Regions from separate parts of the Zea mays genome. Here region 2 is linked to region 1. Evidence: chromatin contacts called from public Hi-C data. All regions are on one chromosome and are shown on one strand. Each heading gives the region's core, a stretch centred on a gene start, on an enhancer-like site or on the middle of the called end of the contact. The rest is flanking DNA. Distances are from core to core; before and after follow the strand shown. Region 1 overlaps LOC103647697 (ATP-dependent DNA helicase SRS2-like protein At4g25120). Region 2 holds the start of LOC100277216 (protein LAZ1 homolog 2).

Region 1 (6,407 bases), core at 1,041-3,540:
CAGCCAAGCAGGTCTGCTATCACAGAACTCGTTCATCTCGTTGCATCAGCGTGTTAGTTTTTGCATTGCTGTGCATCTGTGCTCTTTATGATTCTGCCTGTTGTTTTTGAAGCCCATGTTGCTGTCTATCAGAAAACTGAACAGAATTCGTCCTTGTTTGTCCCCCAGATATCGTACCTTCGAAGCTTGGGGTGCACCATCACTCCGACTTCTCGCTTACACGCATCACATCTTATCGAAAAGTACAAATCGCTCTAACTTGGTTGAAGAAAGTACAAATCACAACATTTTATTGTTTTTTATGTACATGCCGTCCATACTACAAATGTAGTAGTGTTGTGTACTGGATACATCAAGGTTGTACGGCAGCTCCGATCATATCTATTGTCTGTTCTTCTTAGCCATATTCCTGTAGTACATGCTGCATTGTTGTGACACCAAGAGTTTTTGCTTCTCTTGGGCCTTGGCAGTGGTATTGGCTAGGCACTGGCTAACCTTGTACTCCATTCCTACTTATATGAACTCCATTGTGTTTATTATTCATGAGATAAAAAAACATTACACTGAATAAACTGTCATCTAAGCAAATGAAAAAAAATGACACCTAAAGTTCTACACCCAACACATGACCCATTATTGTTAAACAAGTTCAATCAAAAAACAATGCAAGTCAAAAGCTGATAATTAGGGGACTATTTCTAACTTAGCACTCGGTCAATTACTTAGGCTATCCGCACTCATACTACTCTAAATTTCTACTCTAAAAGGAATATTCTATCCCCGTCAGCAAGATTATCTACTCTATACCACAATCCTCTGCAGTCATGTTTACTCTATATCTCAACTCTATACCAACTACTACATATTATATTACCTTTTCCCACTTCTCAACTACCGGCTGTCCGCACCCATACCGGCTGTCACTGTATATAGAGTGAGAGAGTGCAAGCGCTGAATATAGAGTTTTCGGTGTCCTCTATACATGTGCAGTCATCGGTACAGTTTACCGCTGCAGCTCCCGCGTCCACTGTAAAATCTTAGGGGAGCTTTTACAGCTCGCGACTGCGCCCAGCCTTAGGTCCAGTCTTACTTATTGATGGATCTGATGAATTGGAATACATTTTTCAAAGTGATGCCTTTAGTTCTACTAGTATCCTCATTTTTTATCCTTAGGGAGTTTTTGCTTACTATAGTCATTCTGACTATTTGGGATACCTTATTTAGCCAGTGTTAGAAAATTTAGGAACTAAAAGTGACTAAACTCACTAATGTTTAGGAGGTGGGAAACAAATACCCTTAGGACAGGAAATTAGTTCATTTCCACACCAATCTCCTCCAATCCCGAAGGGGGTTTGAGGTTTCCAAAGTAGCTCTTAGGGTTGATTTGGTGACAAGAGGGTTATGGGAGGATTGAGGGGTTCTAGGGTTCAATCCTCTTCAATCCTCCCGTGATCCCTGATCACCAAATCAGCCTTTAAAATGAGAAAAATCCTAACTAAGTGTAAAAATAAGGACTAATTAGAATACCCTTGCGCATTTAAATTTGAATTTCTAATTTCCCTCAAGAGTGTCGGGTGCATGTAGCACCATGGTCTCGATTGTGGTTCCCGGTCCGAAGACATCGTGACCCCCCACTACGGCGCTTGGCCTTCCTGCAGGTTACCCGCCTGACGTCGGCGGCGTAGCTCTTCGAGCACGAAGATCACCGTTGTGCCGCTCATGTTGCCGAACTCGCTGACCACGTGGCGACTGCCCGCCAGCTTGCCGTCGTTCAGGCCGAGCAGTCCCTCGATGTGGTCCAGAATGGCACGACCGTCAGGATGGATCGCCCAGAAGAGGTCGCTCCAATCGGCATTATTGATGCCAAACGCGTCGACCACGACCAGCCGGAGGCATCGTTCCACTTCGCACCCCAGCAACCGGGGAATCTGGTTGGAGTGGATGTGCATGGAGATGGCGTCCTCGGTATCATGGTCTGCGAGGCGAAGGCCACCTCGAACAGCGGGCGCTCCACGAGGTCGGCGCCGTCGCCGAACAGAGTCTGTCCGTTGTCGAGGCAGCCTCCATCCGTTCCGTAGAAGGCGATGAGCGTGATCTCGGACGGCTGCGTGCGGCCGGTGAAGTCCAGGCTTGGTCAGGAGGATGAACGCTGCTTGATACCCGACTTCTTACATATCCTGGTGAAGTGGTGAGCTTGCATTGCCCTTGAGGTCGGTGAGGTGCTCGCTGTTATTTGTGACGCGCATATAGTAGTAGGGGTACTCGTCCTGGGCCCAGCACGTCGGCGGGTTCGCCGTGCTGATGCCTAGCACGGCTGCCGGTCCATCCGCACGCTGCGCACGCCTCACCTGGGCTCGGCAGTGGTGGCCGCAACACGATAATTTATGGGGACCAAAAAGACCATATAACAAAATTAAGCAAGTCCGTAAAAAATCATTATCACGTAGAATTCAAGTTTCATATCAATATATATATAAATAAAATAAACAAACATTCAGTTAACTTTTTGCTGACCAATTATCAAGTTAGCATAAATCTATATTAATTTGTTTCTTGTATTAGATTTATTTGTACTAAACCACTTTATGTCTTTATATTTTGGGTAATTTGGACAATTCAAGTATCGAGTAATATTATTTGAACTACCCAAACTAAATTTAGAGTTTTACAATTGTTACCCGAAATTGTGATTGGGTATTTCATCAGGTACTTTGGATTTGGGTTCAGGTACTTTGGGTTCGGTGCTTGAGTATCGGATATTTTGCCCACCCTACTCATTTTGTCTTACGGTGTTGTTGTCCTGTCGTTCCAAATGGTCGTGCCCTGGCCCTTTTGATTTTATGGTTATCTAACAATTCTGTTTAGTAAATAATTTATGAAAATGGACATGAAACATATGATTGTTAGAGTCGCTCATTAAATACGATTGTATGCCTTCATATTTTACTTGTTAACAATAGATATCCACTATTAAATATTTTGTTTATTTCAAAATAAATAATAATATTTTGCTTCAAAATACATATTTTTATACTAGTTTTAAAAAATAAGATTAATATAAATATATGATATATTAATCTAATAATGTCTATTTACTATTATAAACATTAATATTATATATACTTAACCTTAGAATTTATTTGTTTGTCTAGAGCGAGATGCGTATTTTATTTTGGGAGTGTCGAGTATGTTTAAGGTATCCATCTCATCTCTGGTCTTCTATTTCAAATTTTACTTTATAAATAGTACAATCTATAATTTAAAATAATATTTTTCACGACTGTATATACAATCGGCTGAAGATGGGCTAACAGCCTAGGAGCAAAACGAAAACAACTCCTTCGCAGTTAATTCTGATCAGTAACGTGAGTTAGATCTAAATCAGACCCACACCTTAGGGCATAAACAACTCTAACACTGTTACACGATACTACAAGTATAAGACACAACTAAAACACAACATAATATAGTGGGTTTGTTTAAAATATGTGTCTTATTATGTCCATTACACCAATCAGAATATTTAATAAATTAAATTGAACACCAATCAGAATATTTAATAAATTAAATTGATCAATCAACTTGTCGGGGACCATAATTAGGGGTACCCTCAAGGCTCCTAATTCTCAGCTGGTAACCCCCATCAGCACAAAGCTGCAAAGGCCTGATGGGTGCGATTAAGTCAGGGATCAGTCCATTCGAGGGACATGATCACGCCTCGCCCGAGCCTAGCCTCGGACAAGGGCAGCCGACCCCGGAAGATTTTCGTCTCGCCTGAGGCCCCCCTTCAGCGGCGAACATATTCCCGGCTCGTCCGAGGCCCTGCCTTCGCTAAGAAGCAACCCTGACCAAATCGCCGCACCGACCGACCAAGTCGCAGGAGCATTTAATGCAAAGGTGGTCTGACGCCCTTATCCTGACGTGCGCCCCCCGGCAGAGCCGAAGTGACCGCCGTCACTTCGCCGCTCCACTGACCGGCCTGACAGAAGGACAGCGCCGCCTGCACCACACCGACTGCAGTGCCACTTGACAAAGTGAGACTGACAGGCAGTCAGGTCCTGCAGAAGGCACCACAGGAAACTCCGCTCCGCCCGACCCAGGGCTCGGACTCGGGCTCAGCCCCGGAAGACGGCGAACTCCGCTCCGCCCGACCCAGGGCTCGGACTCGGGCTAAGTCCCGGAAGACGACGAACTCCGCTCCGCCCGACCCAGGGCTCGGACTCGGGCTAAGTCCCGGAAGACGGCGAACTCCGCTCCGCCCGACCCAGGGCTTGGACTCGGGCTCAGCCCCGGAAGACGGCGAACTCCGCTCCGCCCGACCCAGGGCTCGGACTCGGGCTAAGTCCCGGAAGACGACGAACTCCGCTCCGCCCGACCCAGGGCTCGGACTCGGGCTAAGTCCCGGAAGCCGGCGAACTCCGCTCCGCCCGACCCAGGGCTCGGACTCGGGCTAAGTCCCGGAAGACGGCGAACTCCGCTCCGCCCAACCCAGGGCTCGGACTCGGGCTCAGCCCCAGAAGACGACGAACTCCGCTTCGCCTGACCCCAGGGCTCGGACTCCGCCCTGGCCTCAGCCGACGACCTCCACCTCGCCCGATCCAGGGGCTCGGACTCGGCCTCGGCCACGGAAGACAGACTCGACCTCGGCTTCGGAGGAGCTTCCACATCGCCTAACCTAGGGCGCAGACCAGCCACATCAACAGGAGGCGCCATCATCGCCCTACACCGAGCTGACTCGGGCCGCAGGAAACAAGACCGGTGTCCCGTCTGGCTCGCTCCGCCAGATAGGCAATGATGGCGCCCCGCATACCCTGTGACGACGGCGGCTCTCAGCCCCCTTACGGAAGCAAGAGGACGTCAGCAAGGGCCCAACCGCTCCGACAGCTGTCCCTCCGCCAGGCTCCATCGCTCCTCCGACGGCCACGACATCACACCAGCTGGGCGCTAAAATCTCTCCGGCTGCCACATCGGCATGTACTTAGGGCGCTAGCTCTCCCCCGCTAGATACGTAGCACTCTGCTACACCCCCCATTGTACACCTGGATCCTCTCCTTACGCCTATAAAAGGAAGGACCAGGGCCCTCTTAAGGAGGGTTGGCCGCGCGGGGACGAGGACGAGACAGGCGCTCGCTTGGAGCAGCTTGCTTCCCTCACCCGCGTGGACGCTTGTAACCCCCTACTGCAAGCGCACCCGACCTGGGCGCGGGACAAACACGAAGGCCGCGGGATTCCCACCTCTCTCACGCCGGTCACCGGCCACCTCGCTCTCCCCCCTTCGCGCTCGCCCTCGCGCTCGACCCATCTAGGCTGGGGCACGCGGCGACACTCACTCGTCGGCCCAAGGGACCCCCCGGTCTCGGAACGCCGACAGTTGGCGCGCCAGGTAGGGGCCTGCTGCGTGTTGACGAACAGCTTCCCGTCAAGCTCCAGATGGGCAGTCTCCAGCAACCTCTCCGACCCGGGACGGTGCTCCGTTTCGGGAGCCTTGAGTTCATGTCCTTCGACGGCAGCTACGACATGATACTCCTTCCCCCGCCGCGCGACGACGACAATGGCGGCCGACAGCCCGCCCGCCGGCGGCGGAATCAACGATGTCTTCCCCGCGTGGTGGAAGAACAACCTTCGACCTCGTCCCGCCTTCTTCCCCACCGACGTAGGGGAAGGCAGGGCAACCGAGGCCAAGCAGGAGGCAGCGCTTCGTCGGCTGTCGAGCAAGTCGACGGCGCCGGCACCCCAACGGGAGGCGCACCGGGTATCGACTTCGCGTTTGAGACGAAGACGAGCGCCGTCTCCCCGCAACACGCCAATCCCGAGCAAGCGGACGACGCCAGCGCGCTTGCGAAAGGCTTGCTGGACGTCGCCCTCGTACGTGAGACGACGGTGCAGTCAGTCCCCGACGTGACTTCATCACCGCTCGTCGACCAAGAGGTACCGACCGATTCCCATCCCACATCATTTGGATTCAGCTTCAACCCGCCTAGCGACCTCGCTTTGGCGGGCGCTCTCGTAGAGGCGAGTCCGAACCCTCTGGGGTTTCGCATGCGGTCACCTTGGGACCGGTTGACGGACGTCTCGACCTACGGGCCCTCTGGGTCCGAGGAAGACGACGACCCCAGCATCTGTTGGGATTTCTCTGGACTTGGCAACCCCAGTGCCTTGCGGGACTTCATGACCGCATGTGACTACTGCCTCTCCGACTGTTCCGGCGGTAGCCGCAGCCTCGACGATGAGGACTGCGGCCCAAGCCGCGAATGTTTCCACGTCGATCTAGGGGGTCCCTCCGAAGGCAATCCTCTCGGCATGCCGAAGGACGGTGATCTCCCTAGGCCGGTGCCCCGTGTTGACGTCCCACGGGAGCTAGCTGTGGTCCCCGTTCAGGCGGGGGGCCATGACCCACAGCTCGAGCA
Region 2 (6,407 bases), core at 2,748-5,247, 340 kb after region 1:
GAGTGTGACCCAGTAAGGATAAAGGTGGCTAGTGGTGATATCATGATGAGCAACCAGAGGGTGAAGGAAGTGAAGTGGTGGACTGGAGGGCATACTTTTACTTTTCCCATGAGAGTATTGGATATTGGGTATATGATTCTATTCTCCAGTTCAGGTGGGAACGAAGGAAATAATCCCATATTAACTCACTGGCCCAAGTCGTGAGGTCATCTTCCATCTCCAGACAGCAGTTTGTCGACTTGAGCCCCTCGCCCCCTCCTACTCTTCACAGCAATGGTGGAAATTGCTTTTTTTGGGGGGTTGGGGGTGGGGAGGGGGGGGCTCTAAGGGATCAACGGTGGTAGAGGGGCTCGAGCAGTCGAGCCCACCCCGCCCTCTAGTCTGGTTTCAAAAACTATAATTAAAGAAACTGAAGTTCAAACACAACACCGGAAGCTTTGGAAAAAATATAATTAAAGAAACTGGATCTGAAATAAAAGGTAAAACTGGTGTAATCTTATTCACCAGTCACCACTAAGTATATAGTTCAATCATTCTACAAAAAAGCTACACAAATGATTATTTGACTAACGGACCACTGGAAAAAAAAATGATTGTCTCCTTCAAATAAGTAAGCTTTCTTATAGATATCCCAGGTATGAACCTATAACATAACTCACCATAGACAGGCCACATTACAAAACTTAAGCAGCAATTATAAAAAATTAGGAAAAAAGTTTTATCTACCAAGGCATAAGAAAGGTACCAGGAAAACAGAAACATGGAAGGAATGATGAAGCACCCCCCCCCCCTTTCCCCCTTTGATTTCATCAGGGACTATGTTCTTGCTGATGGATATATTCAAGTAGCTGTACATCAATGCCATAAACTTAGCAATCACCTTCGTAATTGTAAGGAAATTGAAGTGTTAGTGAAACAGCAAGATTCATTTAGGCTTATAATCATATGGTTGACCCACCAGTGCTTCATAGCATTCCTTAACAGCATCCAAGAATGTAAAAAATGTCTTGCTACCCTGGATATCAAGAAGACCCACAAAGGAAGAGATAGCATATAGTGGAGCCATTAGCACAATAATAAGTCTAGCTTTCTGCTCCTAGGGGTTTTTCCAATAGAAGAGATGTTGTGACACCAGTTGCACAGTGAAATGCATAGTCAGCATTACACAACCAGCTGCCCCAAGGAGGGTCAGAGTCGCGGGATCCATTTTACTTAGATCCATCCCCGGGAATGGAGACATGAGTAACATGGTGCCTGAAAACTATAGATTAGGTTTTTTTATCGAAGGATACATTTATGCTAATGACAAGTCAAACATAACCCTTATTAACAGAGGAGTCGAGGACATTAATACAACACAATGCGGCACAAATATTTGAAACATGCACTTTGTGAACTTCCAAAATTTCTAAAAAACAAATAAACACATGTAGACCATGAACAAGTATGTCAACACAGATAATTTTTGTGGAAAAACTAGACCATACGCGAGTTACACGAAAGACAGGAGAAATAATTTGATTTGCCCCCACAAATATGAAACAAGTTATTTGTCTTTTTTGGAACAAGCAGTGTAGCACATATTGCCAAAAAAAATCTACAGATTTTTGTATCTATTTCTTTTTTTCTCACAAATGTCAGAAGTGCACTTTTAAGAGGGCATACATATGTGACCTTGAGCTCAGCTTAACTGCACTCCACTGAACAGGTTGTCAATCAAATGTTTTGCAAGCACGATTTTTATTTAGTTAGAGCCAGGTTTTGGGTTCAAAATTTAGATTAATCCAGTGACCATTCTTCTGTAACTAGATTTTTCTAATGAAGACCAACCACAGAACCAAAAGCCTGTATAATTGATTTTTGAACTAATAGAAATGATCTAGAGATGCATTAAGCAACTGTTTTCATGGTAGCTACAATAATACAAACAGCCGAAGTATAAATATTTAAAAAGAAATGAAATTCAGAGCTTCACTATAGAATAGGTACAGTATATTGTGTGACTGTAATAACTGTGTCCTGAGCTTGCGTTCCCTCCATGGAGATCTGGAATCAGAGGGAGTAAATACTACAACTGAAATCAGATCAGCGCTGGAAGCAATATCATACAGGCAAAAGGTACAATCAGTTGGGACTCAGCCCCTTGCCTCAGGATACATAACAAAGGGAGGAGGAGCTGGTGTTGGATTCAGCACACCAAAAGCTACTGCAAGGCAAGAGGGAGCAAGGACAAATTGATGGTAGAGTATTAGGGTGGCAAGAGAAAGAAGCAACTGTGGGAAAGAACCACTGTGCAGTGGGCATGACTGTGAATAAAAGCAGTGCCATATGATATGTGCTATATACATTTCAAGTAATTAAATATAAATCTGAATCCTGAAAATAGTTTTTTCTAGCCTCCTAGTTTATTTACTTAACTAGAGTGTGGTAAGAAGACTATTTCCTAAACAGTTGAATACTTCTGTAGGAGGCTTGATGAAGGAAACTATCTTATGCTCCTTTATTAGGGTACATGTTCAGTTACAGTAACTGAAATTCAGTTTTTTTTCAAGAGAGCAAATGGCACCATGTCTCTATTGATCACCAACTAATGACTTGGCATAATCCACACTTAACTAAAATGGAGCCAATTAAGGCACACTGTTTCATTGGTTGAAAAATAAGGAACTTGCCAATTATGTGCAGGGTGCTATAAGTTAAAAACTACTGTTTAGAGCAAGGATCTCATTCATCAGAGAATGAAAGGACTCTCAGCTAGGACATTTTCTAAATAGCTTTTTGTGAACCGCATATCACAATATCAGCATAGCCTTTCACATATGTGCAAGACAGGACACCAAAGTCATTCAACTAAGAGTATTCCACTCTTAACTGACCCACACCTCAGCTTCGTCTCAGGGTATATGGAATGGGACACTTCACCCCTGTACATGTACAAGAATATAAAAACAAAACAGACTGTGTTTTGACTTTTGAACACCTATAATTTGTGCAGCAAATTGGCAAAATTAATTATCCAAAGCCACTCGAGTAAGTAGGACATACAGCCACTGCTCGATGGGAAGATAATCAAGCAAGCAGGATTTCTGCGCCGACACAGTGGCCTGAGCACTAGACACATATGAAATAATTTAACAAATTTGCAGACCTAAGTTTTCGTTTCTTTTCTAGTAAAAAGCGCATCAGAATTTAACCTTGGACTTCTCAACAAGTAGAAAGAGATGTTACAAGTAGAAATTCACATAATATTTTCAAAATCAAGCAAGGATTGGGAACCAGGGCTACATGATACACGAATCCTAGCTGCAATCCTACATCAGACAACACATAAACATAAATAGGGGTCTTAGCATGCTATTGCATTCAGTCGTGTTGCCACAGCGATTCCTGGAACTGTTTTGTCAAATGCATTAACTCTGCAAAGTAAAGCAAACCAGAAGCCGATGGCAAAAGGTAGGTTGTTACTACTTGACAACTCAAAGCTCACGGTTCCAGTCATGTGCCTCTACGTCAATCAACAAGCCGCCCTATGAACCGAATCTCGTGACCGCAAGTCGCGAGAGCACGGCGGCTGCCGACTAGGGTCGCAGTCGCACCCGCTTTGGATCAATACCCCGGCGAGAAACCTCAGGGCGAGCAGGAGCATGGCATCCAGACCAGAAAGGCCACATGTACATGGGAAACCGGCGTCCACCGCCTGAGGTAAGCGGGAGAGCTCTCACCTTGGCTGGAGCACTGCAGCCTCCGCGCGTGGTTGTTGGAGTCGTCGCTGCCGCCGCGCCTCGGCCTCGCGAGTCGCGACGTCTGGGCCACTCGCTCGGTTCCCTCCGCCAGTCCACGTGGTCACTTGGCAAAGTCAAGGACTAATTGCAGATTTGCAGTGACGATCTGGCTGCAGGTGGAGGTGAACCCTCAGATTAACTGTCTGACGTCTGAGGCGTGCCATACTGCCATCTGGTTTCTGGTAGCATCCACCGATCCACGGCTCCGGCAGCGTCGACACACGGGCCTCGCGGTTGTTACAAAATATTACATATGTAATCAATCCAAAGGATGCGACAGTTTTGCCCAAGGGACACACCTCTTAGGATACACCCCTTCACTTATATATAAATTGTCCTGTCACTGCAATAAAGAACAACAGTTCTGTCATTTGTCTCTCTCTCAATCTCGTTACCACTGAGTATACTTCAACACGTTATCAGCACTGCTCCGAGATAAGAGAAGAAAATTTCTGCTGAAGTTCCTTGGTCGTACGAACAAGAAGACCAAGCCGAACACTACCATTAACAGGCGGTTGCAAAAGTTAATGCATCAAGACGTTGATCAAGGGCAGATCCTGCAGATCTAGATATTGTGAAAAGAACATTAAAAATGGTAGGATCATTACCCTTTTCTGAAGTGTTCTTTTGGCACTGTCGTCCTTTCAATTTCTACACAAATTGCATGAAGGACATTGCCTGGCACCCTGGCCGTGGCTTCGCGGGCTGCAGAGGCCATGAATGCTTGCCAGATCCCACCTCGCGAACTGGCAAGGCCCGCTCATGGCCAAGGCCGCGCCCGCGCAGAGGGCCACGAGCGCGCGCGCTGAAGTGGTCGCGCGCCGCCGGGATGTCCGCGTTGTTTCGCGCCCACGACAGGCAGCGCCATGGCCGTTGCGCCATGCAGGGGCCGCGCAAGGCTGCGTGCCGAGGGGCCGCGCAAGGCGGCGTGCCGAGGGGCCGCGGGGCTGCTGCGCGCACGCCATGGCCGCCCGCCAAGCCTCGCTGGGGCTGTATCCGCACCGGGACCCGCTTAGCCGGAGGCACCATGCGGCACCGCGCTCGTGCGCCGGAGTCGGGGGACTCGCCCGCGCGCGCGTCTAGACAGCGCGCCTGCGCTGCCGTGGCCGCTGCGCATGCCAAGGCCGAGCCGCCGCGCCAGCGCCCCCCGAGCCGCGCCCGCGCCGCCCGTGGAGGGCCGCGCCCGAGCCATGCACACCGTGGGGGCCTTGCCCCCGACCCGCCGGGAGACCGCGCGTTCGCGCGCCTGGGTCGTCTGCCCGCGCTGCCGCCGGGGGGGGCCGCGCGCCCACGCCCCCGCGCGCCGGGGCCTGCACCGCGCACCGCCGGGGTCGAGGCCGACCGCCTAGCCGCTGCTGGGGGGTCGCGAACCCGCGCGCCGTCGAGCACCGCCAGGGGCGCTTGCTTGCGCGCTTGTGCTGTCGGGGCCGGGGGCCTCCGCGCGGCCGGGACCTCGCCCGCGCGCGTCGGGGGTCGCGAACCCGTGCGCCGTCGAGCGCCGTCGGGGGCGCTGCGGGCCCACGCCGGGCAGCCGAACCGCCGCCGGCGGGCGCGCCTGCGCCGAGGGGCTGTGCCCGCCCTCGTCCGCCGGCCTGCGGCGAGCCGCCGAGGGTCCAAGGGCCGCACGCCGGTGCAGCCCACACCACCGCGGGGGAGGCGCGCTCGATGTCGAGCCGCTGGAGCCGCACCCGTGCGCGCCGGGGGCCGCCGCGCCTATGCCCAAGGCCGCCATGGCCATCGCTCCTGCCTGGCCTGGACCGCACGCTGCTGGGCCGCCGCGCCCGCCTGGCCGGAGCTGCGCGCCGCCAGAGCATGCGCCGCCGGGGGGCCCGCTCAGGGGGCCGTGCTTCCGGCCACCATGGCCGTGCCTAGGCCGCTCCCACGCCGCCGCCGGGGAGGCCATGGCTGCGCCTGTTGTTTGGTCGTCGCCGCAGGTCGATGTGGTGGGCGAAACCCTAACCGCCTAGGCACTGTACTGGTCGGCTGGGCCACGCTGGCCATTGTACTGGCCGGCTGGGCCGCGCCTGGCCACTGGGCTGGCCCCCTGAGCCGCCTGGGCTGTTCAGCCATATGTTTGGCTGGGCCAAATTTACTTTTTTTATTTTATTTTCTGTACATTTACAGTACAAGACTCTGTGATTGCTTGTAACGCAATTTCAAAATACTATCTAAATTCTCATATTTAGACTACTGCTAATGTTATATGTAATTATACATATTTGTCTGTTTTTATTGTGAAAATGCAGACTTATCAGTGAATTATATTTTTATTTATATTTATGATTCACATGTTTCGACTTGCTTTTGTTTTTTGCATTCTTTTATGTTTGTATGGAAAACATAGCACATTAATTAAGTCGAAACTTAACGGTCCTCATGCAACATAAGATTGCACTTTTTTGGGAAAGGCATAGGGTGATGGAGTCCTAAGCACTGGCTGCGCTAAATTCTTTATAGAATTTAGTAGCCCAGAGACCGTGCTTTAGGCCGCATTTGAAATGCCTATCACTATGAGGTCTACATCTTTCGAGATGATTACCTATACGTGCTACCCAAAAAGGTCACGGACCAAGCAGGCGTCGCGGGCTATGGAGCCAGACTGGACGCTGCAGTCATGCTGACTGC

The links. Hi-C and Micro-C count contacts between places; a contact is called where the count stands out from the background.
Region 2: a Hi-C map of tassel shows a contact between it and region 1, with 3 times the contacts expected there. The contact joins the promoter of LOC100277216 here to the enhancer-like site in region 1. A contact is called at or near these places in 2 of 25 Hi-C or Micro-C datasets (ear and tassel).

Annotation. Positions count from the first base shown.
Region 1 is chr2:208,438,146-208,444,552 of Zm-B73-REFERENCE-NAM-5.0, forward strand. LOC103647697 (ATP-dependent DNA helicase SRS2-like protein At4g25120) reads left to right here. Exons shown (of 31, transcript XM_008672206.2): 30 at 1-11; 31 at 169-539. The coding sequence ends at 258. It also overlaps the pseudogene LOC111590863. Among protein-coding and RNA genes, the nearest start is that of LOC103647697, 49 kb to the left of the region's middle. Within about 2 kb of position 2,291, at least 9 of the 20 cell types and tissues checked have an H3K27ac peak or open chromatin away from gene starts, as enhancers often do. A contact at or near this core is called in ear and tassel, where this site is marked.
Region 2 is chr2:208,781,271-208,787,677 of Zm-B73-REFERENCE-NAM-5.0, forward strand. It overlaps LOC100277216 (protein LAZ1 homolog 2), which reads right to left and starts at 3,998. Exons shown (of 5, transcript XM_008672211.4): 1 at 3,723-3,998; 2 at 959-1,254; 3 at 746-880. The coding sequence starts at 1,066.